Linked DNA regions of Mus musculus: regions 2, 3, 4 and 5 are each linked to region 1. Evidence: chromatin contacts called from public ChIA-PET and HiChIP or PLAC-seq data. All regions are on one chromosome and are shown on one strand. Each heading gives the region's core, a stretch centred on a gene start, on an enhancer-like site or on the middle of the called end of the contact. The rest is flanking DNA. Distances are from core to core; before and after follow the strand shown.

Region 1 (5,023 bases), core at 1,151-3,650:
TGTAGTCCCAGCGTTTGGGAGGTCGAGGCAGGAACACTGGAAGTTCAGCTAGTCAGCAAGCTGCCGGGTTACATGAGATCTGGTCTGAAATGCCAACTGAGCAACAAATAAAGAATTAAGATAATAAAAGAAACCATTTTAAAGTACATTTTTAAAAATTCCCCTCAGTAAGGCATCTCCTTAAGTTAAGAGTCACAATAAAACATCTGGAAGTGGGAAAACAGATGATATGAGAAAGGAGAAAAAAATATTCCTGAGGTAGTATTAGGTTAAATAAAAACAGTAAGAAAGAAGACCTTTATGATTCTAATTATAAACAAATGGCTAAAGTATGGACTTACATGGCCTAGACATGCATAGGGAAAAAAGCCAGATGTTACTGACAGGCAGGTTAGTCTGTGAGGCCCAGAATAACAACCATTATCCCCTACCCCAAATATGACTTTTGCTTCCAACAAATAACTCCTTCAAACAGGGAAAAAAGTTTGCTAGGATTTCCATTCCTTTGTTTATTTGGCTTGCTGTGTTGTTTTTGTTTTTTGTTTTTGTTTTTGTTTTTTGTTTTGTTTTTTTGACACAAGATCTCAGTGCACCAGGGTGGCCTCAAACTCCGTATTTGAGCTTAGAATGACTTTACGCCCCGTCTCTCTCTTAATACAAAGATTTATTTTCATGTACGTGCATGTATGTGTCTGTGTGAGCGTTTGCTACATGAGGCCCCTGCACAGGCCAGAAGAGCATCAGTCCTCCAGAGCTGTAGCCCACAGGCAGTCCTGAGTCACCTGACACAGTGTTGGGAATGGAAGGCAGTTCCTACAAGAGAGCAGCGTGTGCTCTCCCCCATGACCCATCTCTCCAAGCCCCTCCTTGAGTTCCTGATTCTCCTATTTCCACCTTCAAAGCGCTTGAGCTTTGAAAACATTCTTGCTCTGGTGTCTAGGTGCAACTGAGGCAGATCTTTCTAGAAGTGTTCAGCAAAGTGCTCCCGAGCTCCGCCTCTCCTCCACTCTCTGGTGTGTGAGTTCAGAGAACCTGGAGGCCCCATCATTGTCACCCCAGCCACAAGGATCTCAGTGGCTTCCTCTATGGCAATAAAGGGAATCCCCTTTCTGCTCGGTTCTTTCTGCAGAGTAGATGCATCTCATGAAGCCCTTCCATCCCTGCTTTTATGTTTACAGACTTTGGGGGAGGAACCTATTCTCCATCCTCTTGAATAAACCACACCCAGACTTTTTCTACCTAACTCTCCTTTTAAAAAAGCACTTAAAAAAAAAGCCCAACACGTGTGTGAATTATGTCGGGACATGCATGTAACATACTGCATGTACGGAGTCCAAAGAACAGCTTTCTGGAATCAATTCTTTCCTTCCTCCTTTCTGTGAGCTCTGGGGATAAAACTCAGGTCACCAGGCATGTTCGACAAGCGCCTTTAAACCCCTGAACCATCTTGCCAGCCCCTTGCCTGCCTCCTGGTGTGTTCCTGGATGAAAGGTCATATGCAGGTAGAAGAGGAGAGACAGGACTGGCTTGAGAGTCTGTGCCCCATGAGCACAAAGCCCACCTTCTCTCCCAAAATGAGGTCCCCCCCATTGCCTTTGGCATCATGTCACAGGTGGACACAGGCTCTCTGGCCGACCTTCTGGCTGGAGCGCAGCAGCAGCTCGTTGGCTTTACTGCCTCACGACGTCCACCTTCCTGATCAATGCTTATCAGTTTGCCAAGAGACAGAGCCCGCCACTGCAGAGATTGATCCCAGTTATTTATCTCCCTGGGCCCAATGTAAATTGGTCAATCCTATTCGCATGATAAAAATCATAATGTCTCAAATTACTTACTCAATAAAATGTGGGTCTGTCTATTATTAGTGATCATTAGGGTTATAATGCAGCCTGGAAATGTGGAGCAAATTAACTGCTCATGCAAGCCGTGGGCCCCCTGTGTGCAGCTAATCGTATGCACACCGTTCCACCGGGCAGAAGGGTTTGCAAGAGCCATTTCAGAGTAGGAAGGGTCACACCCATACACCTTTTTCTTCTTAATCTGAATTTCTCAAAGGAACTTTTACCTAACATACAATGGAACCACAAGAGTTACCAAAAAGAAGAAGAAAAACAAAATAGAAAAAGGAAAAAGTAGAAGTATAACTAAAAATAAATAACGTATTTTAATGGTTCTATTCCCGTGTCATTAGATTTTTGAATAATGATGCATCAAAATTCTCCTTTGAGAGAACTCCCACAGAACCCCTCCTTTCTTGTCTGTCTGTCTGTCTGACTGTCTGACAACAGTTTCTCTCCCTGAAGCTTCCTACTCAGTGACATCACGGGACAGGTTCTATAGTCACGATGAGTTCCCATCGTACCTTGGCCGGGGCCATTTCCTCTGTGGCACAGGCTTCCTGGACACGTGGGCAGGTGGGAGGCTCTGACTGCAACGGCTGGTGTCTGGATATGAGAGAGGTGTAGCTTTGAGTGGCAGCGTCAGTTTAGAAGAAAATGAAAACAATACTCTGCGTGTAACCTGTTTCCTGTGAGGGTGTCAGGAAACCTCACAAGGAACTTCACAGATGAAAACTATGAGATAAATAGAAATAATGGCACCGTGCCAGGAATCGGACATTTTTACAGGTGTTCGGTGTATATAAAGATTTCTTCTAGAGAGGATGGCTTTTTTTTTTTTTTTTTGCAATACAGTCTGACACAAGATCCAAACCAAAGATGAGATTTAAATGGATTTAAAGAAAGCCCCTACCACCACCACCCCTAATAAACAAATAAACAAACACCACAAAAAAAAGCAAAAAACAACAACAACAAAAAACCACTTTGGATCAGGATCCTACTAGTATTCAAGTGCGCCTGACTTTAGGCCTGTTGGGATCCAGGTTCATAAATGGTACCAAAGGATTTAATTATCTCTTTCTCAGTTTTCATCAAACACCCCTCCTAGTACTACCAAAGGGTAGGACCACCACCATGGCTTCTTCTTAGGCCACTCTGGCTGCTTTTCACTCTGGACCAACATCATGAGCCAGAGGCTGCGAAACTCTCATCAGGGAGGCCTCTGCCCTGTGACCCTTCCTAGCACCAGGAAGTAACGTTAGCTTCTAAACAACCATGCCTTGAGAAAGTCACAGCGGGTGGCAGCTGGGGAGGGGGACCCCCAAGGGGCTTTGGGATATTATAAACAAAAGAAGGGGACCGGGTACCAAGAATGGAAGCTGCAAAGGTCCACTCTGTTTAGGCATGCCCTGGACTCATCTTTTAGTGTTTAAAGAGGATGAAGACTTACGGAAAGGCCTAGGGGGGTGACTGTGTAGACAGAGGACCCCAAAGGTGACTGATGTTGGGAGCAGAACAGGGCTCTGTTGAAGGGCTTGGGTTCAGGAGACTGGGAATGACACTTAATAACTGTAATTCTGGTAACTGCTCTTTTGCACGTGTCTATGTATGTGTTATATGTGTAAGCATGTGTATGTGTGTATGGGCTAACGCGTGTGGGATCTCTGTGTGTGTGTGTGCATGAGTGGAGTGGCCAGAGGTTGCCATCAAATATCTTCATAGACATAAGACATAGACCTTACATGCTGAGGCAATTTCTATCATTAAATCCAGAGATTGGCAATCCTGCCAGTCTGGCTACTCTGCTTGCTCTGACAATCCTCTGCCTCTGCCTCCTGGGACCTGGGGACCTGAAGTGGTGGTTCTCTCCCTTGTGCTTCAAACACTCTACTCACCGAACCCTCTGTCTAGCCTAGGTAGGCCTGATCAATTGACGGACCCTCATTAAGGCCTCCATGTTCTGAAGTGTTAAAATGCCCTGTTGTATTAGAGTTTTTGGTAAGACGACCGATCAGATAACAGTTGTGAGTCATTGCATCGTTAGTGACTGCTTTGTGGAGAGATTTTCAAATTTTTGCCATGAGCTCTGGAAGATGCAAAGCTCCTTGAAAAGAGCATTTCTGGTTCTGACAAGATGACTTCTCCGTTTTGAATTTAATAGCCAGGGAGAGCGCGTCTTTCCGAAACACGCACTGGGATTAAGCGCTTGGATAACACACAGACTTCACTTCTGAGGGAGCAGAATGAAATGCAAGCCTGAGATTCAGTGATACTCACTGGATGTTTGGCCTAATGGGAAACTGGCCAGAGCTTCATTGCCAGGTGTGCAGCTTGCAGCTTGAAATATGGCTTGGCTCCTCCATCATAGACACACATCCTGTGTGGCCTCTGTCCCTCAGATGTTCCAGTGACCCAGATATAATGACTTCTCTTTTCAACCAGCCTCCTACCTTTCAATGCACTCAGTAATGTGTTGGGCCATTCTCACCTCTCCATCTTATCTTTGGTTCTGTCTTGGGGGTATCATCTGCATCTACTTTCCATCACTGTGGCAATAAGCCACCACAAATTTAGTGGCATGAATTAATAATTCAAATGTATGTCTTTACAGTCAAGAATACAGTTTTGTTGTGTATCTCTACCTGTGGTTTTGTTTTGTTTGAAGGAGGGTTTTGGTACCTTGTTTTGCTGAGGTAGGGTCTCACCCATAGCCTATGCTGGCTTCAAACTTTCCATCTTCCTGCCTCCACTTCCGAAATTCTAGATGTATTTCATCACCCTGGCACACAAGTCCTAAAATCAACGTGTCATCCAATCTTAACATCTATAGCAAAGTCCATTCCTTACCTTTTACAGATTCTAGACGGTTGTGACATTCCTTTGTATGTGACCCCTTCTTGTAGGAGCCAAACACATCATCCCAGCCTCTTCATGGGCTCATATATCCTCGTCCTTGTCCTCTTCCTCTTTCTCTTCTCTAGCCTGTCATCATGCAAGCTCTAACTTTGACCTGCCTTCTGTCCTATTTGTGTGTTTGTGCGTGAGTAAGTGTGTGTGTGTGTGTGTGTGTGTATCTGTGTGTGTACATGTGCACATGCATGCACATACATGCAGAGGTTAGAGAACAATCTTGGCTATCTTTCCTCCAGCACTATTTACCAAGTAGGTTCTTTTTTGAGTAA
Region 2 (5,023 bases), core at 979-3,478, 390 kb before region 1:
CTGTAAAGCGTCTAGTTAATTCTTGTGGACAAACGAAGGGCTTCTGACCCAAAGATGGTTTTTTTTGGGGGAGGGTGCGTATCCGGGGTCTCCGAACCCCGCCTCCATGGGTGGTCAGGTGATTCTTAAGCAGGCGACTACGCTGCTCTTGAACCAGCTTCTAAGAAAGGAAACACGTACACACACCTCACCAAAGAGTGTGTTTTGTCTAAAGACAAGCAGCTGATCATGACTAATGCGAAGGTCCACAAGTAAGGCGAACCGACCAATGAACCACACTCCAAAGAGGTTGTATCCGAGCTGGACCATGTTCCCCGTTAAACAGTTTACTCTCTCCTTGGAAACAGGATCGGATCCAATATAAATAAATGTATAACACCCCTCTTTCATTCATATACAAGGAATTCCCACTTCCGTTACTAACTCACACGCATGCACACGCGCACACACACCCAGAGGCATACTAAGCTACACATCAGCTCACCTAGAATATCGAACTACACCCTGCATTCCTGTTTTTCCTGCAGTTTCTCTGCCCTGCGGTCAGGGTCGGTATTTGCCATCTGTCTCAGTGAATGGGTGGATGGGAGCCGGTATGTTTAGACATTATTAGTAAGAACAAAACATCACAGAACTGAATAGTCGTGCTGTTGGGGGTTGGGGGCAGTGAAAACGGACTCAGGAACCCGGGTGTTCCACATGGAAATGTATGCTTGATGCTTAGCCTTGGGCAGAATCGTACAGTCGCGCTGCCTGGCCCAGACTTCCCCACATATCACCATTGGTGATATGCAGACCCATTTTCTGATTGCAGATTCATCTGTCCCTACATGTGAGCTTGTCTGAGATTCATAAAAAAGCAGGAATTTGGGGGCAAAGGAGAAGGGATCAGCTTCCTTCTTTACACACAAATGAGATGTCATTTTGCCAAATGTTCATTAGAGCTGATGCTTGCTCTAGGTGTCAAACCAGGGAACAGGAATGTGGCTGTGGCTGTGGCTGCATGTGGTGGCTGCACTCGGGGCTGCTTTATAGTAGTCCCTTCCTATGCACTGTGTTTCCTCTGAGTCTTCTAAGCATTTCCTTGTTTTACAAAGTGGAGGGCTTTTTTTTTTTTTTATAAGATGTGTACTCCTCACTGTTAAGTATAGCTATCTATTGAATTGAAGGAGTGTAGATAAAATGAAAAATTTCAAAACATTTATTTTATTCTCAAGGATGTATAAATCTGTGTGTGGGTATGTGCGTGTAAGTGCATAGGTAGCCATGGAAGCCAGAAGTAAATACATGCCCTGAAGCTGGAGTTACAGGCAGTGGATGCTAGTTACTAAATCAATGCCCCATCTCTCCAGCCCCTTAATTTAAACTTTTGAAGGGCATTAAGACTATTCAGGGAAGGGCTGGTGGGATGGCTTAGTGGAGCCTGCTGGCAATCCAGATGGCCTGAGTTCAGTCCCTGGGACCCACATGTGTGAAGAACCAAGTCCTACAAGTTGTCCTCTGACCTCCCTGAATATGTGAGTGTGGTTCGTGTGTATATGTACACAGACACACACTCTAAATTAAGAGAGATATTCAGAGAAGTAACATATATTAATAGTTTACATTTTGAATGTAAAAAGCAGTTTATGAAAATGCATGTACCACATTAAAATCATTATACTAATACACGTATATGCATAGTACAAGATTCTGAACTAAATACACATATATACACACAATATATGTAGTTATTTATATATATAAATATATGTGTGTATATATATTTGTGCACAGGTATGTATATACAGGCATGCGTAGAAAAAGCTGCAGAAAGAAACACATGAGGGTCAGAGAGATGGCTTAGAGCACTGACTGCTTTTCCAGAGGTCTCAGGTTTGATTCCCAGAACCTACATAATGGCTCATAACTGCTCATAATTCATGCATGTGGTGCAAAGACATATATGTGGGCAAAACACCCATGCACATAAAATAGATAAATTAATTAATTAATTAATTAATTACTAGATCAGTAAAGAAATTATTTTAAAACTGGAACAAAAGAAACCCAGCAAAATGTCTGTAGCCCCATAGGACGAACAACAATATGAACTAGCCAGTACCCCCCAGAGCTCCCAGGGACCAAAGCACACATGGTGGGACTCATGGCTCCAGCTGCATATGCAGCAGAGGATGGCCTAGTCCGACATCAATGGAAGGAGAGGCCCTTTGATCTATGAATGCTCTTTGCCCCAGAGTGTGGGGAAAGCTAGGGCCAGGAAGCAGGAATGGGTGTGGTGGTGAGCAGGAGGAGGGGGGAGGGGATGGGGACAGATGTTTTTCTGAGGGGAAACCAGGAAAGGGGATAACATTTGAAATGTAAATAAAGAAAATATCCAATAAAACAAATGTCTGTAGTTACCTAATGAACTTGGTCAGATAGACCCAGGTTCAAATCTGTCTCTATCACTCATTGCCCATGTGATGTGACGTCGACTCTGTGGTTTGACAGCATCCTGTTTTCCTTCTGTAAGGGGACAGTTAAAAAAAGAAACACTTGTCTCCCAGGGATACACGTCACTGGCCTATGTACACGTATGGCACCTGAATGTGCCAGGCTAGAGTTTAGCTAGAGCTTTTCCTGTGCCCTTCCTTTGTCCTTCGCTCCTCCCACTGGAAGCAAGGGTTACTTTTATAATATGAAAAATGAATGTAGACTTAGCCAAGGGCTGGTGAGCCTATTTCCATGGTCTGGTATCTTGCTTGACACCAGAGGGTGTCTCCAAATGGAGGATTCTCGTGATGGGAATTGGGCAGAGCTAGTCTTCAATCCAGATTTGATCCTGATGGGTTTCCTCACATCATCCCTCCTAGACCTCCCGAGCTCCCACAGACACCAATTGTAAAAGAGCAGACATCACCTGCCAAAGACACTCACTTGACGATGCTTGATCTCCTGGGACCTAGCTGTGGAAACTCGAATGAAGAGGGGAACCTGACTCTGTAGGGCGTGATAGGGCCTGTGTTCCTCCGGCTGGAAAGATGAAGAATATCACAAGGAATCTGAATGAAGGAGAAGAAAGGCGTTCTGCACAGTACCACAGTGGATGTTGCCAGGTCTAAACTCACTCTCTCGCTCATTCAGCCTTTGAATTTTGGTAGGAATCCTTAGAGTCCAAGCACTCAGGAAAACCATGTTGCTTGCAATTGTCATGGAGCAAAACTGAGGTAGCAAAAGCCCGTCTGCAAAGGTGGAAATTTGCCTTGGAGTTGGACCTTGGCAGAAGGCTACATGAGGCCTTAGGTAATCCAAAAGGCAGGTGTATGCCCAGTTTTTGGTTTTTGGTTTTTATTTTTTATAAAAGACTCAGCAATACTTTGTGAGTAAATGGTTCCTACATCAACCTTCTAAACTGGCATGATGTCAAATGATAATTCAGGGAAGGCATTTCTACAGGAAGCAGAGATAATAAGCCCCGAGTGCTTTTGTTTTCTGCCTTTGTTTCTTAATGCAGGGAAAACCTTCAGCCTCCCAGTTAAAAACCCAGATGAGGGGCTGGGAGTCGTCACAGTCTGACCCCTGAGGACATTAGTCCAATTTTGTTCTGTAACCAGAACAAGTAGCAAAATGAGACAGGACAAAAGAAACAAGAGATAACATTTACTTCTCGGTTTAAGGGTGTGCATGTGTGCATACCTGCATGTGTGTGTGTGTGTGTGTGTGTGTGTGTGTGTGTGTGTGTGTAGTGGGTAGAATAGGGGGTTGTGGGAATGCTTTTTTTCTTACCGATGTCATAGCTCTCCATCCAGTGTCCCCAGGGTTCCTCGGGGACACAGGCTGATTTCCATTGTGTCATCTGGTACAAGTGTCCCTGATTGCCACTAGAGGGCGTCACAACAGCTACAAAGTGCTTTAATCTGAGGTGTCCTATGTCACTGGCTCTCAGCCTCTCAGCTGCCTATTGGCTAGACTTGACTGGTGTCTCCAGGGACTCTGATGTAAGACCTCTCTATGGTCACAGGGGGGAAGAAAACAAGACGTCACATCCTGCACCTTTACTACAGGGTTGCACCTCAGGTCCGGGAGAGACTGGCATATAGGTTGATATGACAAAGTGGATGACAAGGCCAAAGGACAGTAGCTTGGCCACTGCAGCTTTAACCTGCACTATAAACAGAAGCCCAGATAACCCCATAGGAACATTGTGTTGGCTGCAAAGCATGCATCTACCAAGTGCTATGGTGAACACTTCAAATCCCAAATGGCATGCAATATAAGAATCTCAACCCAGCACTGCTCCCTGAATTAAGGGATCTCAAATGTCCTACTTCCTCGAGTCCGTGGGTCCCCAGACCTTACCTGCCATGCTCTGTGGATTGTAAAGGACCATATCCCCTTAGCATACCCTCATGATCTGTCGATGGGTGTTGAATGCCTCATAGGGTTATATATAGCCTGGCGCCTGGTAGCTACCCTGTCTTGCTGTTTGTAACTCAGAAACCCTGTTTCTTTGTGTCAAGGACAGTTGAAGCTTTAATCATCACCATGCTGCCCGTTTCCACAGCCTTCCCTGAATTACTTGTCAAAGAAGGGGTTGTTATTAGGGCAGTGTAATGAAAGGTAATCTGTGCTTACAACCCTGGCTTTGAAAGCCTGTGGTGGTAGTGAATGGGGGTTGTTACAATGAGAGAAGCCTGAGCAAGTAGAGATGCCTGTTTTCTACCGTTAAGGTGTCTGTGACTCAAAATACTTATATGTTTGGTTAAACATCTAGCACAAACTCTCCTTTTTCTTTTCTTTTTTTTCTTTTCTTTTCTTTTCTCTTCTCTCTTTTCTCTTCTTTTTTTCTTCTTCTTTTTTTATGGTTTTTCAAGACAGGGTTCCTCTGTTTAGCCCTGGCTGTCATAGAGCTCACTCTGTAGACCAGGCTGGCCTTGAACTTAGAGATCCTCTTGCCTTTGTATCTGGGGATTAATGGCATGTACCACTACTGCCTGGCAAGGCTCTTAATCTTCAGTGAATAAAAATCAAGTATAGGAAC
Region 3 (5,023 bases), core at 1,185-3,684, 340 kb after region 1:
ATGAGTGCTTTCAAACGCAGGCGAGTCGCCAGGCTCTTGACCAGATCTAGTTTATAGTCCCCGTTGCAGTAAACAAACCCCATCCTTTTGGTTAGCAATAACCATAACTAGTATTTATTGGACTCCTATATTGCCACGTTTAATCTCCCTGCGAGGATGTGGGAAGTACTGACTGACCTCATTTGGTAGAGAAAGAATTTGGACTTCATGTTAGCAAATGCATCTCCATTCCTACCAGGCCTTTCTGGGTGAGTATATGTCACGCATGCCTTCACATGTTCAACCGAAGGTTTTCAGGGCATGGAAGAACCCATTCTACCCACGGTCATGGGTCATGATAAGCTGGAAACCCTGGAGAATCTGTCAGCCAAGGAATAACAGGAATTGGTGTTAAATGTTTCAGCCCTGGATGGGCCAATACTGAGGCTCTTTTTGTACAGTGTCTCCTAGAGGTAGCTAGTAGGATTATCTCCAGTCTCTACAGAGACTTACAAATGGCAGGCATCACCCCTTGCTTAATGCATGCTTTCTGCACTCTCCTGCTGTGCCCCACCAGGCTCAACTCCTGGGTTAATTCCTTGCCTTCAGAGTCCCTCTCACAATCTATATCTGGCAGTTGTCAAACCAAGTCTGAGTGGCCTGGCCACTTGGCCAGAGTCCAGCCGGGATTTTTAGTCTATGTGGCCTGAGAGAATGCCTCAGATTGAGAGGCTCACAAATAATGGGAAAACATTCCTCACAACTCTGAAATATGAAAAAAAATAAGAAAAAAACCAACCCAAGATCAATGTACTGGCAGATATGAAGACGTCTTTCTCTGTTCACAGCGGATGTTTTTGATATCTCCTTCCAGGGCCTAGGGACAATCTTATCTCCTCAGGGCCTCTTTTAAAAAACCCCAAATCGACTCCTTAAGAACTGTAGTCTCATGACCTGTCACCTCCCAGAGTTGCCATAATTCTGATACCATCACTTTAGGGGGTTAGATTTCAGCCTCTGAATTTTGAAGGCACACCAATGTTTCTACTATATGGGGTCAGACTCATTTCCCATGATGAAAACCCTTTGTTTCTAAGTTTAAAACCAACATATCACTTTATACTGTCCCAGATCTCTCCATGTATGTGTGTCAAAGGAGGAGAGAACCCTATTCTTTTAGATGCCCCTAACAAAGGATTGGAGCCCAGTATGGAGAGACTTGTTCTCATCCAGAGCCAGGAGCAATAGACATTGAAAACCCTAGCACTTTGTCCAGGGTTCTCTATAAGAGCAGTAGCTGACCCTAAATTGAGGCATGGGGGCATAGAAAGATCACTGGCTCATGCCCCCCCCCCCCCAGTTGGATAAAAAGCACCTAACTTCTTAGATTGCTTAGCCCCTTTCTGGCATGTGCTAATATGCAAGGCTGGCACCAGGGAGGGTACCGTCTGGCAGGTCGATCCTTCATACGGAACATTAAGCCGAGGTCCTGCACAGTCTTGAACATTAACCATCCCCTGGTACCCATGAAGAAGAGCTACGGGTTTTATTAACCTCGGTGTCCTGGATGCGTTGTACGGTAGAAACACCATCATTAACCCACCTCCAGATGGGGGACGGGGACCTCTCTCCTAGCTCTGTTCCAAGAGACGAGGCCCTCTGAAATGCCTTCAATAATTTAAAGAAGCTACCTAAATGTGATCATAAAGTCTCTAACGTCACCTCAAGGATGGCAATTCATAAAGATTTTGTGAGAGTAAAAACCGCTTTGTTCTGTTAGGAGCCTTGGAAAGTTTGTGTGAATGCGTGTGTGTGAGTGTGAGTGTGTGTGTGAGTGTGTGTGTGTGTGTGTGTGTGTATGTGTGTGTGTGTGTGTGTGTCAGGTGGGGATATGATCTTGTCACTGTGCTTCTGCTACTGGGATTTCTGTAGTATCCTGGTTTAATTATTCCGAATATCACGGCCACAGCACGACCCATTAACAACTGCTCAGCCTGCTCCAGGAAGTCCCTTTGGTCATCTTGGTAACATAGCCCATCACTCATTTTTCCCCATGTCAAAGATTATATTTTCTTACCTACTTACAGACACAGCTTCATTATAAAAATGTTACAAGCATAATAACACCCTGTAAGTCCTGACTCACTGGAATTTAAACTCAGATCGCACCGAGGCATTCTTGGGAGGAAGCGAGCTCCCAGCTTGTTTCAAGAATGCCTCAGCCATTCTCTGGCTCGTGGCCGCACCTGTCATTTGTAGTCTTTCTGTTGTGTTCCAACTTGAAGCCAAGGAACACGAAGAAGGTTAGGTCATGTCAAGGGTCCCATGAGGGAGGTCAAGGGTCATGGAGAAGAGGTCCTTGTCAGGCAGGGAGAGAGCTCACCCTGGTTTCCTGTGCGAGGAAGCCGGTGCCTCAGAGGAATGAGTGGGCGGACAGGCTCCCTCCCCTTTGTGCTTGAAGAGGATTTCCCGGAGAGTGGGTGGAATGAGAGAGTGTGGTGTGGAGACAGAGGCCAGGATTCACACCACATCCCTGACTTAAACGCTGTTAATAAGTCCTTAAGCCCCACGGTTTCTCTTCTATTCATCTGGAACCGGAACTGAAAGTAAAGGATACATCACAAACTGCTCTCTTCCCTCTCCTCCTCTCTCTCACTTTGGCTTTCTTTATTCTTTTCTCCCGAGCTTCCTGTTTCCTACCTTCTTCCTTCCCTACAGCTCCTTCTTTCCCTTTCCCTTCCTCCCACTCCCCCTCTCTCTCCCCTTTCCTCTCTCCACCATCTCCTTCCTCAAACACCCTACTTACCACCATGTGCCTGAAACTTAACTCTGAGCTATAGATACAGGCTGGAATGGTCATTTACTCTCCAAACCCAAAGGCTTCCTGCCATCCCCTGTCCAAAAGACCAGGTAAAATGTTATCTTAAAAACACTTTGCAGGTTAGAAAGATTGCAGGAATGTGCATATTATATTGTAATTGTGGAATTATGCATACTGTATGCTCTGAGGGGGTTGGTGTAGGTAGGGGGAGAAGTTTTGCCCATAGACTAGAAAGTTCAAATTGTGCTAGCCTCCACCTGCCAGGAAGGTGGCACCCCCAGGGCTACCACTTAAACCCCAGTGTGAGTGTGTCCCTGGAACTTGTAGTGACAACATTAAAGAGACTGGACCACTGGGTCCCCACTCTCATCTTGGAAACAATTTCCTTTCATGTGTGTTCTACATTCCCTCAAGTATAGATTCACTTCAGCGAGAGACATTTGTAATCTCCTGATCTTGAGATTCAGTAAACACAGTTGAGCTCAATAAGTGAGCTAAACATTGCAAGAAATGGACCTAGCTGTTTTCTTTTTCTCTCTTTCTTTTTGTCCCAATGCTCCCCCCCCCCCCCCACACACCTTAAGAAACACATCTCTTGAATCACTCTACACTCATCCTGCCCACCTAGACCATCTTCAATTAAAGGCCTGAGACACCTTCCAAGACTGCCAGGTACCTTTGAACCTCGTGGGGTCTGTGGGAGCTGAGCAAGCTCACCAGTTCTCTGACTCTGTTTTTCCCTGTGACAAGTACCCATGCTTTAAGGCAACAGCCATGGGCCTGCCTCTTCAGGCCCCACTCACCAGGAATGATTTGATTGGCACAGAACAACAATAACCCTCTCCAAATCCCAGCTCCCCTCGCCTTTAGCCACCAGCACCCCTGGAAATGGACATGGTAGAAACGGAGATGGGAGAATGGGCTTGGGGGCCAGCACAGCACTGCCTGGTGGAATTTTCCGCAATACCACAGCCACTCTCCACACAGGGCTGCTGCTTCTGAGAAGCCGTACTTTCAGATTTCATTAATCAGTTAAATAGCTCCACATGCAGATGGCAACAACCAACACGGGCCACGCAAGTTGAGACACACCCAACCCTCTGTCTTCTCACTATTAGAGATATTCATTTCCGGGTTCACTCCACCTACGCAGTCAGTAAGTGATTGCCGCTCCTTCTAAGTCATGCCACCACTCTGAACCTAGGGACAGGGGTACAAGTATTGCTTTCCTGCAGTATTCATGGGGTGCTGGTTCCAGGGCCCCCTGGGGCTAACACATTTGTGAGGACTCAATTTCACATAAGATGCCCTGGTATTTTTCATTTACATATAAACACACACACTCCTTCCATGGACTCCAAATCATTATAGGTCCCTTATAGTAGCGACTGCAATTACACCCCATGTAAATGGATATCCACTCTCTCTGTTGTGGTGGTTACGGATGCTACTTTCTCTGAGTATTTTACATCTGTGTTTGGTTGGATCTAATGCATGGATATTGAAAACTAGATTTGTAAAGTTAGACAAGTCTCTGACTCCCATGAAGAAGCTTATATTTTGTGAAGGAGTGTGCCATGACAACCCATAATACACAGAACTGTGATGTAGGATAAGAACCGACCCTTAAGAACATGGGGGTAAGGGGAATTTTGTGGAGGAGGAGGGAGGCCGCATTAAGCTGTTCCTGTAAAGATAGAGAGTGGACCTCGGGGCTTTGCAAGCACAGGAAGGGGCATTCTCAGGGAGCCAAGAGGCAGGACAAAAGCTAGACCCCATGCTGAGACTAGAGGTTGGAGAGGGTCTGCATTGGGCAGGTTTGGCAGTGAAGTGAGTCAGGGAGTCCAGAGTTAACATTCCTCAGGCAGGCTGAGGCCAGATAATGAGAGGCCTTCCTAGAGTCCTAGGGGGTTCAGCACTGAAAGAAACTCCAGAGGCTTTTATTCTTCTGAGTTACTGGTCACTGGGACATGTCTTGCTAATCACGGGCTTGCATGTTCTACATTCTTTAGCCTCTGAGACACAGCTTGAGTTTTGCCTTCTCGATATCCACTCAGACATCCTTTTTTTTCCTTTTCTTTCTTTTTTTTTCATACCAATCCTTCCCCTGTTCAAGTGTGGCCTCTCTCCCTTCCATAGATGCTATGGGGCCATGTTTCCACTGTGGCTTTTATTCGGTAGGCTTTGCAGATTCATAGGCATTTGTCCTCCTGTGCTCAATAG
Region 4 (5,023 bases), core at 1,524-4,023, 310 kb after region 1:
TTGAATTCTTGCAGCTAAGCATCAGGCAAGGTATGTTCATAAATTCATCCACCAAGGACATCTGGATTAGTCTTTGCACGCCAGGGGCTAGATTACAACATGGACAAGTGGGCTCTTAGTGTGGAGCTCACATTTCAATTCCCCTGTCCAGTGCTCTCAGTCAGGCATCCCAGAATTCCCCATTTTCCAACCCCATCTCTCTGATTTCTATGTTAAGACAGACATTCTTGTACCCAGAAAACAAATTATGATCTCCTTGAAGGCAGGAGAGTGCTCAGACTTCACAAATTCTTAGGGAAGAGATATGGACTCCTGGGTAGTTAGCTTGTGGGTATGTTTGCAAATGATTCTCTTTAATTCCTCCTCCTTCAAGCTCCCCCGCAGCTTCCCTTCCATTCTGGTTATCCATCATTGCAGCTTCAAATGACCATAATTTTATTGCAAAATTCAGTTTTAAGGCAAGGGATCAAGACAGGGCTCGGACGAACTGGTGTTCTGCTTCATATAGTTAAACTCCAGGAACTCCAATAATCTAAAACCCGAGAGACTGAATAGATGGGATTTTGGAGAAACTACAGCATGGCTCCTCCCTCACGTTTGGGTAGACTGGTGATATGATGGTTAATATTGTCAACTTGACAGGATCCGGAACCATAAAGAGGGAGACTCTGGGTGTGTCTGTGAGGGATTTTATTTTATTTTATTCTATTTTATTTTTACATTAGGTTAATTGAGGAGGAAAGACTACTCTTCAGTGTAGGCAGTGCTATCCCATGGTCTGGGATCTTCCGATGCATAAATAGGTGAGCACCAGGGTTCATCTCTCTCTGCTTCGTGGCAGTGGATGTCATGTGACCAGCTGCCTCAAATTCCTGCTGCCATGCCTTGCCGGCCATGATGGATTTCATCAATTGTGAGCCAAAATAAACCATTCCTTGTTCTCCTAAGTTGGACGCTGTGTCACGGAGACTAGAAAGGTAACGAGTACAGCTGACCAAGAAGAAGCCCAGTGTCATAGCAGAAGGGGTTACCCTTCTCCCACACATTTCCTTTCTCCGTGCCAGTTCTCAGCTGGGCTGTGGTGACTCCCCACCTGACTCATCTCAAATCGTGAATCCGTTCTGGAAGAACAGATATTTGAGGCCCAAGGCTCAGCCTCAGTAAAGCAATAAGTAAAAAGAGAAGTGAGATTCCGCAAATGTCAAGCCACCAGTTCCTCAGCGGTGGCCTCCACCGCCTGAGATCTCTCCTGACCTCTTGGATCTGCTAACTTATTGCTCCCCACTGGAAAATGGCACAGGAGTGACTCAACCAAAGACCTAAATAAAATGCTGAGATGAGAGGAACCAGTCTCATCCACTTGACTTGTTACTGGGTCAGCATCAGGAGGCATAGGAGGACTCTTCTAGAAGTTTCTTTCCCCAGGGGCTCACCTGGCAAGAGTGTATTTGGGAAGTTTCCACAAGGGAAAAGAGCGGTGTATTGACTTTCCATTTGGCTGGGGGCATCTGGGGATGGAACCAACATTGAGAACTCCTGTGGTCTTAAGCCCTTCTTTGGGATGCGATGGGAGATTATCTGTTAATAGCATCTGTGGGCTACAGTGGATGAGCAACGCTGGTGTCAGAGACCATCAGGAGCCCCTTGAGAGCCCAAGAGGTGAGGCGGTCTGTGTGTGGTAGGGGAAGTCCTCTGGCTATGTGATGTCTAGACATACTGAAGCCCTGCCTCCATCTTGTCTTGTCAGGCTTCTGCTTGCTCAAAGACAACAGTGTATCTATCATCCCTGAACACTTGAGCATCTGTAATGAGAAGAGCTGAAACAAGATGCAGAAAGGCGGGCTCCCTTCTGCCCCTATCTCTTGACCCAAGGTTTTAGCTTCTATCTCACATTCAACCCAACAAAGAGTTCTTTCAAGGCAAAAACCAAATCTTTTCTTTCCTTCACCTCACTGGCTCTCTCTCATCTATCTGCTTGGGTGGTAAAACAAGCCCCGTGATAAATCTTCTGTCAAGTCCCTTCCCTCTGCCCTCCCTCCCCAAACTTCCCTTTGGAGTGGCTGCACTTTTCTATCTTCAGCATAGTCACCTCACCACACATTTTTGTCACTCTTTCAGTCAGGCCTTCCACAACACTGGGCATCCATCACCATGCTTTTACTGTGAATCTCATGATGTAGCTAAGAACCCAGGCAGAGTTCAGCTGGATGAGTGTTCTGCTCTGTAGAGGGTGAATTAAGCTCCTTTTTGGGGCTGCTTGCTGAAGAACCTGAGCTGGCATTGCTGCTTTTTGTCTAGAGCTTAGTTTGGAGACTCTAAGTACACATTAGTCTCCGATTTTGGTGACTTGGTGAGGTGACCTAGAGATCTGTCATCAGATTGAATAGGTAACTAGAGTGCCACTGTATGACCTGTCCTTTGCATAGGGATTAAGGCACCCATAAAGAATGCTTCAAAGTAGGAAGTAGTGGACGAGGTGAGAGCCTGATAGGTCAAGTGCTTCCCTTGCAAATATGAGGACCCCAGATCAATATCTAGACTGATGCATTCAAAGCCAAGGATGGTGACATGAACTTATGATGCCAGCACTGAGAAGATGAAGGCAGGCCGATCCCTGGGCTCCCTAGCCACCCAGCCTAGTCTACCTGGTGAACATCAGGCCAATGGGACATTCTATCTCAAAGAACAAAATGACTGTTGGCTCCAGAGGAGTCATACCTAAGGTTGTCACTTGGCTTCTGGGTGCACATGTACATGTTCTCAGAAAAAAAAAATGTCACTTTCTAGCCACCCAACCCATGTCTTGTGACCTAGCCCTGGCTGCCTTCACCACTTTTCCTCCCACATCACTCTCTAGCCACACCAGACTTCTTCCTGTTCCACAAACACACAAAACCCTCTCTTCTCAACCTTAGAAGCATCCTGCTATCCTTCTGCCGGAATTGCCTCTCCTTAAAACTGTCTCCAGCTTGCCTCTTAAGCTGAGTATCCTCAGTTGCATATTCTCCCAATGGGCTTTATGCCTGTCCCTCGTAATATATATCGGTGGAAAGAAATCATTTATCCCCCACCCTAAGTGCAAAACCAGCGTCAGTCTATCATTTCCTCGTTACTGAGATGTTTGGTTTGCCCTCTGGGTTCCAGATGGCCTTGTTGTTGTTTAGAAAGTGGTCATCTCTGACAGCCCTGGTCAGGTCACAGAATCAGCCGTGCATTGCTCCTTATGGGGAGGGCACAGAGCAAAGCAACTCAGGGAATATAGGAGCAAACACACACCAGCAAGATTTTTTAATAATAGATGTTAAAAAATGAATCAAAACAAGGCAGCTATCCCCACCAAACAGGGCTAAGTGTAATGTCTATCATGGGCTATGATATATGTCTGCTTGGAGACCGACTCGACAAAAGGCCAAATTTTCTTAAAAGCATGTTAAAATATTAATAGCTATCTGAAACAGTTTTCTTGCAACTGCTGCCAGTCTTTGGAAAGATGACATCAGACTGGAAAGAACTAGGAGACGTGGTAATGTCTTGGCTGTGGTGACCTACTGGGGTACCATACCATCAGCTGCAGAGGGGCAGGCTGTGGTCCGGTGGGGGAGGCCCCAGCAGGTTCCAGCTGTGTGAATCACAGTCGCTAAGAAAGTTCATATTGGTCCCCACTTACTGTGATTCACTCCCTCACCGTTCAGAGCTGTACCAAGGCTTATTTGGTTTGATTCCAATCTTCCCCCCGGCCTCTCCTCCTGTCTGGCCCCTCTCTACTTCATGTCCACTGATTTTCTTAGCAGACTCGCATATCCACCCCCTTCCCTCATTCTTCTTCCTAAGCTGTACTTTCCTCTCGTTCATACTGATTGTCAGCCTGACAATATCTAGGGTGACCAAAGAAACAGATTTCTGGGTATGTCTGTGAGCGATTACCTCAATTTACCTAACCTATTAGGTTAACTGAATTGGGAAGACACTCCCTGAATGTGGATGGCTGCATCCTATGGGCTAGGGTCCTGGGCTAAATACAAAGCTCACAGAAGGTGAGCTGGGCCCTGTGTTCATGGCTCTCTGCTTTGCTTCCCGAATGTGGATGCAAAGTACCCAGCTACCTCATGCCCCTGCTTCCCTGCCTTCCCCGCTATGCTGACTGTGTCCTTGACCCAAAATAAATCCCTCCCGCTTTAAGCTGTTTATGCCGTGTGCCTTGTCATGGCAACAAAATAAGTAAGCAACACACTTCCTTATTCATCTCCTACTGTGTAAGTCTTTATTGGAGAGTTTTTCACAGTACAATATCCCTGTACATTCCTGTGAGATGTACACAGTACTGGCAGATATGTGTATTATAGTTAGGACCCATAAGATGCTTTCCACAATGGTAGACTCTAATATACACAATGGGTTCTTGGTGACAGTGGCCTGTCAGTTATAACAAATGTGCCACGCTAGTGGAGGATATTAGTGAGGGAGGCTGTGCTTGTGTAAGATGGTGTCTTTATTACTTTTCTGTTGCTCTGAAAGGACACCATGACCAAAGCAACTTACATATTTAAAAAGGCATTTAATTTGGAACTTGTGGTTCTAGGACATAGTAGAGTCAATGACCATCATGGCAAGGGAACATGGCAGCAGGCAGGCAGCAGGCAGGCAGAGGCTTGGGCAGTATCTGAGAGCACAAGTGTTGACATGATTACCATGAGGCAGGAAGGGGAGAGGTTGAGAAGGGGAGAGTATTAACTGACATGTTATGAGCTTGTGTAACCTCAAAGCCAACCCCCGGGGATACAATTCTTCCAAGAATGCCACACCTCCTAGTCCTTCTCAAACAGTTCTGCCAACTAGGGATCAAGAATTAAAACATGAGTCTCCGGAGGCCATTCACGTTCACTGATCCCAAGTTGTGAGGGGTCTGCTTCCCACTCAACTTTATTGTAAACCTAATTGTGTTCAAATAAAGTCTGTCAAGGTCTATTTTCTCTAAAGAAGCATGTGGAACTTCCATAGCCTCCGTGGTACTCACCCTATTGGT
Region 5 (5,023 bases), core at 811-3,310, 310 kb before region 1:
TCCCAGGGACCACCTCCTTCTACGCCTGATAGGAAGAATGTGGTACAGTCAGCCTTGACATGGTCAACATCAAGATCATTAATATTATTATCTTCTTCCCTCTGTCATGACAAGCACTGGCTATCACATGAGAGAGAGAGAGAGAGAGAGAAAGAGAGAGAGAGAGAGAGAGAGAGAGAGAGAGCACTCTGGTGTTAGCTTTTCTATATGGCCTCAGTGAAGCCCAGTTTAGATGCCTTGGAAGCCAGGTCACAGAGGAAAACACCTTGTGTCACACAGGGCTCAAAGGTAGCTGTGGCAATGCAGAGGAAACCCTGACCTAATTGTACTGGTAATATAATTCTGTAACTCACCCAGCCACTGCAAAGGTGGGTGGACAGTTCCCCGTCCCTACTTCCCCCTGCACACCACCCTGAGGTCCTAGGAGAGAAGTCTGCACTCGAGCTGCAATTTTAAGGTGCCTCGAACAGGTCCCTGCTATTAAGAGTCGGTGGTTCCATGTCAATAGAAGATAGATATTAAATGAAATCCATGTTGCTGTTGATACAATCAGCCGCTCTCCAGCTCAGATGAAAGCTTCGATAACACAGAATGCAAGAGGAGGGAGCTAAGGGTTGTTGACTTCCTACTACACATCACTGGCTCCACTAGACACCTCAGAAACCTCAGCACGAAATACCTTGTCACCAAACCTGATATATCAATATGCTTAAGCATCAGACACTGAGAGCTGATGATTACAATAGAGGCATCCAGTTGGGGCATAGTCTCTGCTCCTGTTCTTTGGAATAAACAGGCTCCCGATTCAATGATGTTTTGCTTCTGTGGTTTCTTTCTCTTCCTGTTAGAAAATGTGGTGGCTGCTCCCCACCCCCCACCCCCACCTCCCCCACCCCTCACCCGATCACCCCAGCTCCTTTTGCTTACTGGAAGGGAACCTCTTTACTCCTGCTCTGAGACTCCCTTTAACCTTTCTGATTAATGGAAACTGGGGAAACAGTGGTTGACATCCAGAACCCAAGGGTGGTGTGGCTGTAAGGGCAGCATAGGGAGGTGCGGATAGGAGGCTCAGAGGGATCATGGGCAGCCAGCCTAGCCTACTAGACAAGTTAAAAGCCAGCGAGAGACCCTGTCTCAGAAGAAAAAGGAGGCTCATGGCCTGAGAATGAGCACCAAAGATTGACCTCTGACCTCCACATGCATGTGCATAGACGTTCACATGCACCGGCACTTGTGCACACACACACAAACATTCTTACACACAAAGACACACCGAAAAATGATAATTGGTGGATTTTTAAAAACTCCATATTTCTGAAATTCAAAGCATCCTTGCAAAATAAGTGCCCAACGACAGACGGTGACAAGAACAGGCCACTTAGCCTGGAAAGTAAAACGGGGAAGACATGCCCCACCCTCTCCACAGAAAAGGGTGCAGAAGGCCTTCAACCTCCAGGCCACCCTGTGATAACTGCTTCACGCAGTCAGAGCCAAGGCCTGGTCGGGGGCCCATTCTTCCTCTGGCCCTAGTTAGGTACCTACTGGGCTTGAGCTTACTCCCCTGGCCCTGAAGGGTACCGAGGAATGTGGGCTGACAGAAAGTGAATCACATGCCTTGAGTGCCTACCACTGCCACCAGATTCTACCTGATCCTCCTTGTTGCCCTATGGCGATCAGCCCCTTCCCCCTGATGGTGCAGGCAGGCTAGTCACCAGATTCCCTAAATGGAAGACTGGCTGCTTTCTAGAGCTTTTTTTCTTCTGCATGGGCAGAGGATTCCCTGTGGCCCAAGTGGACAGGGTGGAACAGGTGGCATCCAGCAGGCTCACCCAGTGCCTGTGTGGTATGTGGCTTCTCTCCAAGACACCTGCTCTGCTAATACACACACACACACACACACACACACACACACAGGCACGCTCGCTCTCCAGAGCTCTCCCACCACTCTCAAGCTCTCCTGATCCTTTACAGTAAACACCGCCCTCAGCATGTCTCCTCTAGACAGTTTCAAGATGAGGAAGGTGCCGTTTGTAGTCCCTATTAATAGATGGGCCACCTGCAGCTCTGAAGCTGGCTGGCAAGGGTGGAGTGACTTGCTGAAGGCCCCTGGTGGCTGGGGTTTGTCAGTGTCTGAGCCCAAGAGCTTGCTGGAGTCTGGCTTGCTTTTCTTGAATCTCGCTGCCTCCTCCTTATGACTCACTGTCCTTTCCCATCTTCCTTCCTTCCTTCCTTCCTTCCTTCCTTCCTTCCTTCCTTCCTTCCTTCCTTCCTTTCTTCCAGGGTTTTCTCCCAGGCAGGCAGCTTCAGAAAGGGACAGTCCTGCCGGCCTTGGGCTCTGATAAGATCTGTCTGGGCTGCCTTTGTCTGGGCTGTACCTGCCGTTTCCTGAATGGCCCTGTTAATTGCAATTGACTCTCACAGAATGCAGAGATTGGTGCCACTTGACACCAGATGGATGGCCATGACTTTTCCAGGTGCCCCAATGCAGGCTGGAGGGGAGAGGGGGGAGGGAGGAGGGGGGCAGGGCACTGGAGCGAATCCAGTTACAATAAAGTGCATCAGAACTGGAACTGGGCAGCTTTTTTGTTTCCTCTCTCTTCCTACTCACCGCCTCCATAGTGAAAGGACTGTAAAAGAACTCTGGAGTTCCTCTGGAGAGGTGGTGGAGAGTTAATTTCCTGCTGTAGCAGGCTTCTTGTCCTTTATCAGCTTCTAGCAGCCCTGGGCTAAATAGAAAACCCATTTTAGTGGTAGACAGACTGAGGCTGAAGAACCAGCCTGCTGTCCGATGTGCGTATTTGTTGTTTATTGGGTGGTACGGTGGGAGTGGAATAGGGACTGGGAACCGAGAGCCGGTTCAGCTGAGAGCCCCAAGGCCCCTGGAGGCCTTCTGTCGTCACCTGCTCCAACCCACGGAACTTCAGGCAGGGCATCAACGTGGCAGATGGGAGGCCCTGGTTCCAACAGTCCCCATAGATCATTTTGTAGGACCCTCCCATCAAATCTGTGGGGTCGGAATTATCCTGTCATTCTGTACATGAGAAAACCAAAGCTTGTGAAAGGTAATGTGTGTGTGTGTGTGTGTGTGTGTGTGTGTGTGTGTGTGTGTGTGTGAGAGAGAGAGAGAGAGAGAGAGAGAGAGCATACTCACATGATCCTGTTCAAGGTCACATGACGGTTCATTAGCAAACTGAGTAAACTCCTGTTAGTTCTAAGGACAGTTGCCCTGGGTTCCAGAAACACAGTGGTTTTCTCCGATTGAGCTGTGTGGTCAGGGCCAAGGCAGAGCAGGGACCTTATGGCCATTGGAAAAATCAAAAAAGAGGATTTTTTGGGTGTTTTTGTTTTTGAGGGGGGGGGGGATACATTGGGTTTCCTTCTTAAATTCAGTACATTGTTGGGTGACTCCACCACTCAAGACACACTCCAGATACAAGAGTAAGAATGTTAAGCTGTCAAACAGTGACTTCATTTTCGTTTACACCAAGGCCACGAGGTAAAGATGTATTAGGTATTAATTTAAAAAAAGAAAAAAAAAGCTTTGAGTCATGGCATCCATCAGGGGGACCTCCATGAGTCCAAGGTACTCGCAGCTCTAAAAACAGACCTTGGACGGAGGGGGAGGGGCGGGGTGGGAGGTTCAAGTTCACCTTCAGCCTCTCCTCTGGGAGGCTGAGACAGGAGTTGGATACTGCTTGAACCCTGGATTAAAGTGTGAGTCTCCAAAAGTCAGAACTCTGGGGGTGACTCTCAGCAGGTCCGTGGAGAGCATCTCAGAAGTCACAAGCCTGCGCTCTCCTAACACCCTCAAGGAAACATTTCACTTCCAAATTCAGCTTTCTGATCTTCAGCATGGGTGCTCTGAGCTAGGGTTCTAGCACGCAACCTTGACGGGGTGGCACCTACAGGCTCCTCCTGTAGGTGGCGCTGTGACCAGCCCAGTAACCACATTGTCCATTTCACCTGCCTTCTTCCCTGCTGGTACTATCTGACCTCTGGGCTTTGGTATCCTAGATGCCTACTAGAGAAGGGCTTTGGGTCTGAAGGACCGGAGGCGCGGGACTTTTCTGAGCTGATCACTATTTTGCGTCACATGCAAAAGCCCCCATAGCCACAGCAGTGGGGACCTACACTAGAGAGCCCTTCAGAGAGGTGCTAGGAAGCCCCTCATGGGTATGGTCCATGTTGGTACCCTTTCTGATCCCCACTTCCTTCAGGTTTAAAAACATCAAGTTCAGAGGTGTTTCGGGGTACCACTGCAGGGTACAGGCTGTGCTTTCTGAGCAGGGGTCTCCTCTAACACCTTTCCTTACCTTTGGATTTTAGAATGACTCCTAAAGGAGAAAAAAAATCATCCATACAAGTTTCTCTCTCTCTCTCTCTCTCTCTCTCTCTCTCTCTGTGTGTGTGTGTGTGTGTGTGTGTGTGTGTGTGTGTTTGTTTGTTGTCTTTTCAAGTCTAAAATCCCTCTTAAGGGATTTTCCCAAAGGGAAAGGCAGAAAAACCCAAAACTCAATGAGAGAGGAGTGTAAAATATCCACAGGGCTCTTCCCAGATAGAGAAGGGCTCCTTTTTAAATTAGAAGCCTTGGAGGACAAAGCCTCTAATTGTTATACTTGTGATGTCAGGGCTATCAATATTAGGGCCTTTTTCATTAATAAAGTGGCAGGAATAGGAACCCCCTCCAACGCCTCCCCCCCTTATCTCTGAGCACTACTTCATCAAGGCAGGCTCAATCGAAAGGAAAGAGACCATAGAACTCAGGGGTGTGCTCTCTGCTGGCCAGACACAGAAGAAAGGGAGCCTCTATCCCCCCTCCATGAAGATGCCAGGCTCTGGGTTAACCCGAGCAAGAGGTACTTAAAAAAAGCCCCGAAAATCTCAGGCGACTCCGAGAATGCCTCAATTTGTGTATGGATTAACACACGGCGGCGATAGGCCCTGAGTAGCAAAAGAGGAACACTAATTACCTGACAGCGTTCCCCTCCACTCGGCCTGGGTCATTGAAATTAATTTCTGCTTT

What was found. ChIA-PET counts read pairs in DNA pulled down with a chosen protein or histone mark. HiChIP or PLAC-seq counts read pairs in DNA pulled down with a chosen protein or histone mark.
Region 2: a contact with region 1 is called in an H3K27ac HiChIP or PLAC-seq map of regulatory T cell precursor, with 6 times the contacts expected there. The contact joins two enhancer-like sites. A contact is called at or near these places in 1 of 484 Hi-C or Micro-C datasets (CD4 T cells) and 2 of 115 datasets of contacts at active chromatin or transcription factors (memory CD8 T cells and regulatory T cell precursor).
Region 3: a contact with region 1 is called in an H3K27ac HiChIP or PLAC-seq map of regulatory T cells, with 4 times the contacts expected there. The contact joins two enhancer-like sites. A contact is called at or near these places in 1 of 484 Hi-C or Micro-C datasets (the MNK3 cell line) and 2 of 115 datasets of contacts at active chromatin or transcription factors (the 230-238 cell line and regulatory T cells).
Region 4: a contact with region 1 is called in a BATF HiChIP or PLAC-seq map of CD8 T cells, with 7 read pairs. The contact joins two enhancer-like sites. A contact is called at or near these places in 2 of 115 datasets of contacts at active chromatin or transcription factors (CD8 T cells and memory CD8 T cells).
Region 5: a contact with region 1 is called in an RNA polymerase II ChIA-PET map of memory CD8 T cells, with 36 read pairs. The contact joins two enhancer-like sites.

What each region holds. Positions count from the first base shown.
Region 1 is chr8:115,187,566-115,192,588 of GRCm38.p6, forward strand. All of the region lies in intron 8 of Wwox (WW domain-containing oxidoreductase), which reads left to right. Among named protein-coding and RNA genes, the nearest start is that of Gm39257, 230 kb to the left of the region's middle. Within about 2 kb of position 2,401, at least 57 of the 459 cell types and tissues checked have an H3K27ac peak or open chromatin away from gene starts, as enhancers often do. A contact at or near this core is called in CD8 T cells, memory CD8 T cells, regulatory T cells and 1 more, where this site is marked.
Region 2 is chr8:114,799,408-114,804,430 of GRCm38.p6, forward strand. The region is part of intron 8 of Wwox (WW domain-containing oxidoreductase); the gene reads left to right. Among named protein-coding and RNA genes, the nearest start is that of Gm16118, 94 kb to the left of the region's middle. Within about 2 kb of position 2,229, at least 38 of the 459 cell types and tissues checked have an H3K27ac peak or open chromatin away from gene starts, as enhancers often do. A contact at or near this core is called in memory CD8 T cells and regulatory T cell precursor, where this site is marked.
Region 3 is chr8:115,527,582-115,532,604 of GRCm38.p6, forward strand. No RefSeq gene overlaps it. Among named protein-coding and RNA genes, the nearest start is that of Gm39256, 110 kb to the right of the region's middle. Within about 2 kb of position 2,435, at least 38 of the 459 cell types and tissues checked have an H3K27ac peak or open chromatin away from gene starts, as enhancers often do. A contact at or near this core is called in regulatory T cells, where this site is marked.
Region 4 is chr8:115,493,393-115,498,415 of GRCm38.p6, forward strand. No RefSeq gene overlaps it. Among named protein-coding and RNA genes, the nearest start is that of Gm39256, 150 kb to the right of the region's middle. Within about 2 kb of position 2,774, at least 19 of the 459 cell types and tissues checked have an H3K27ac peak or open chromatin away from gene starts, as enhancers often do. A contact at or near this core is called in CD8 T cells, where this site is marked.
Region 5 is chr8:114,880,246-114,885,268 of GRCm38.p6, forward strand. The region is part of intron 8 of Wwox (WW domain-containing oxidoreductase); the gene reads left to right. Among named protein-coding and RNA genes, the nearest start is that of Gm39257, 79 kb to the right of the region's middle. Within about 2 kb of position 2,061, at least 79 of the 459 cell types and tissues checked have an H3K27ac peak or open chromatin away from gene starts, as enhancers often do. A contact at or near this core is called in memory CD8 T cells, where this site is marked.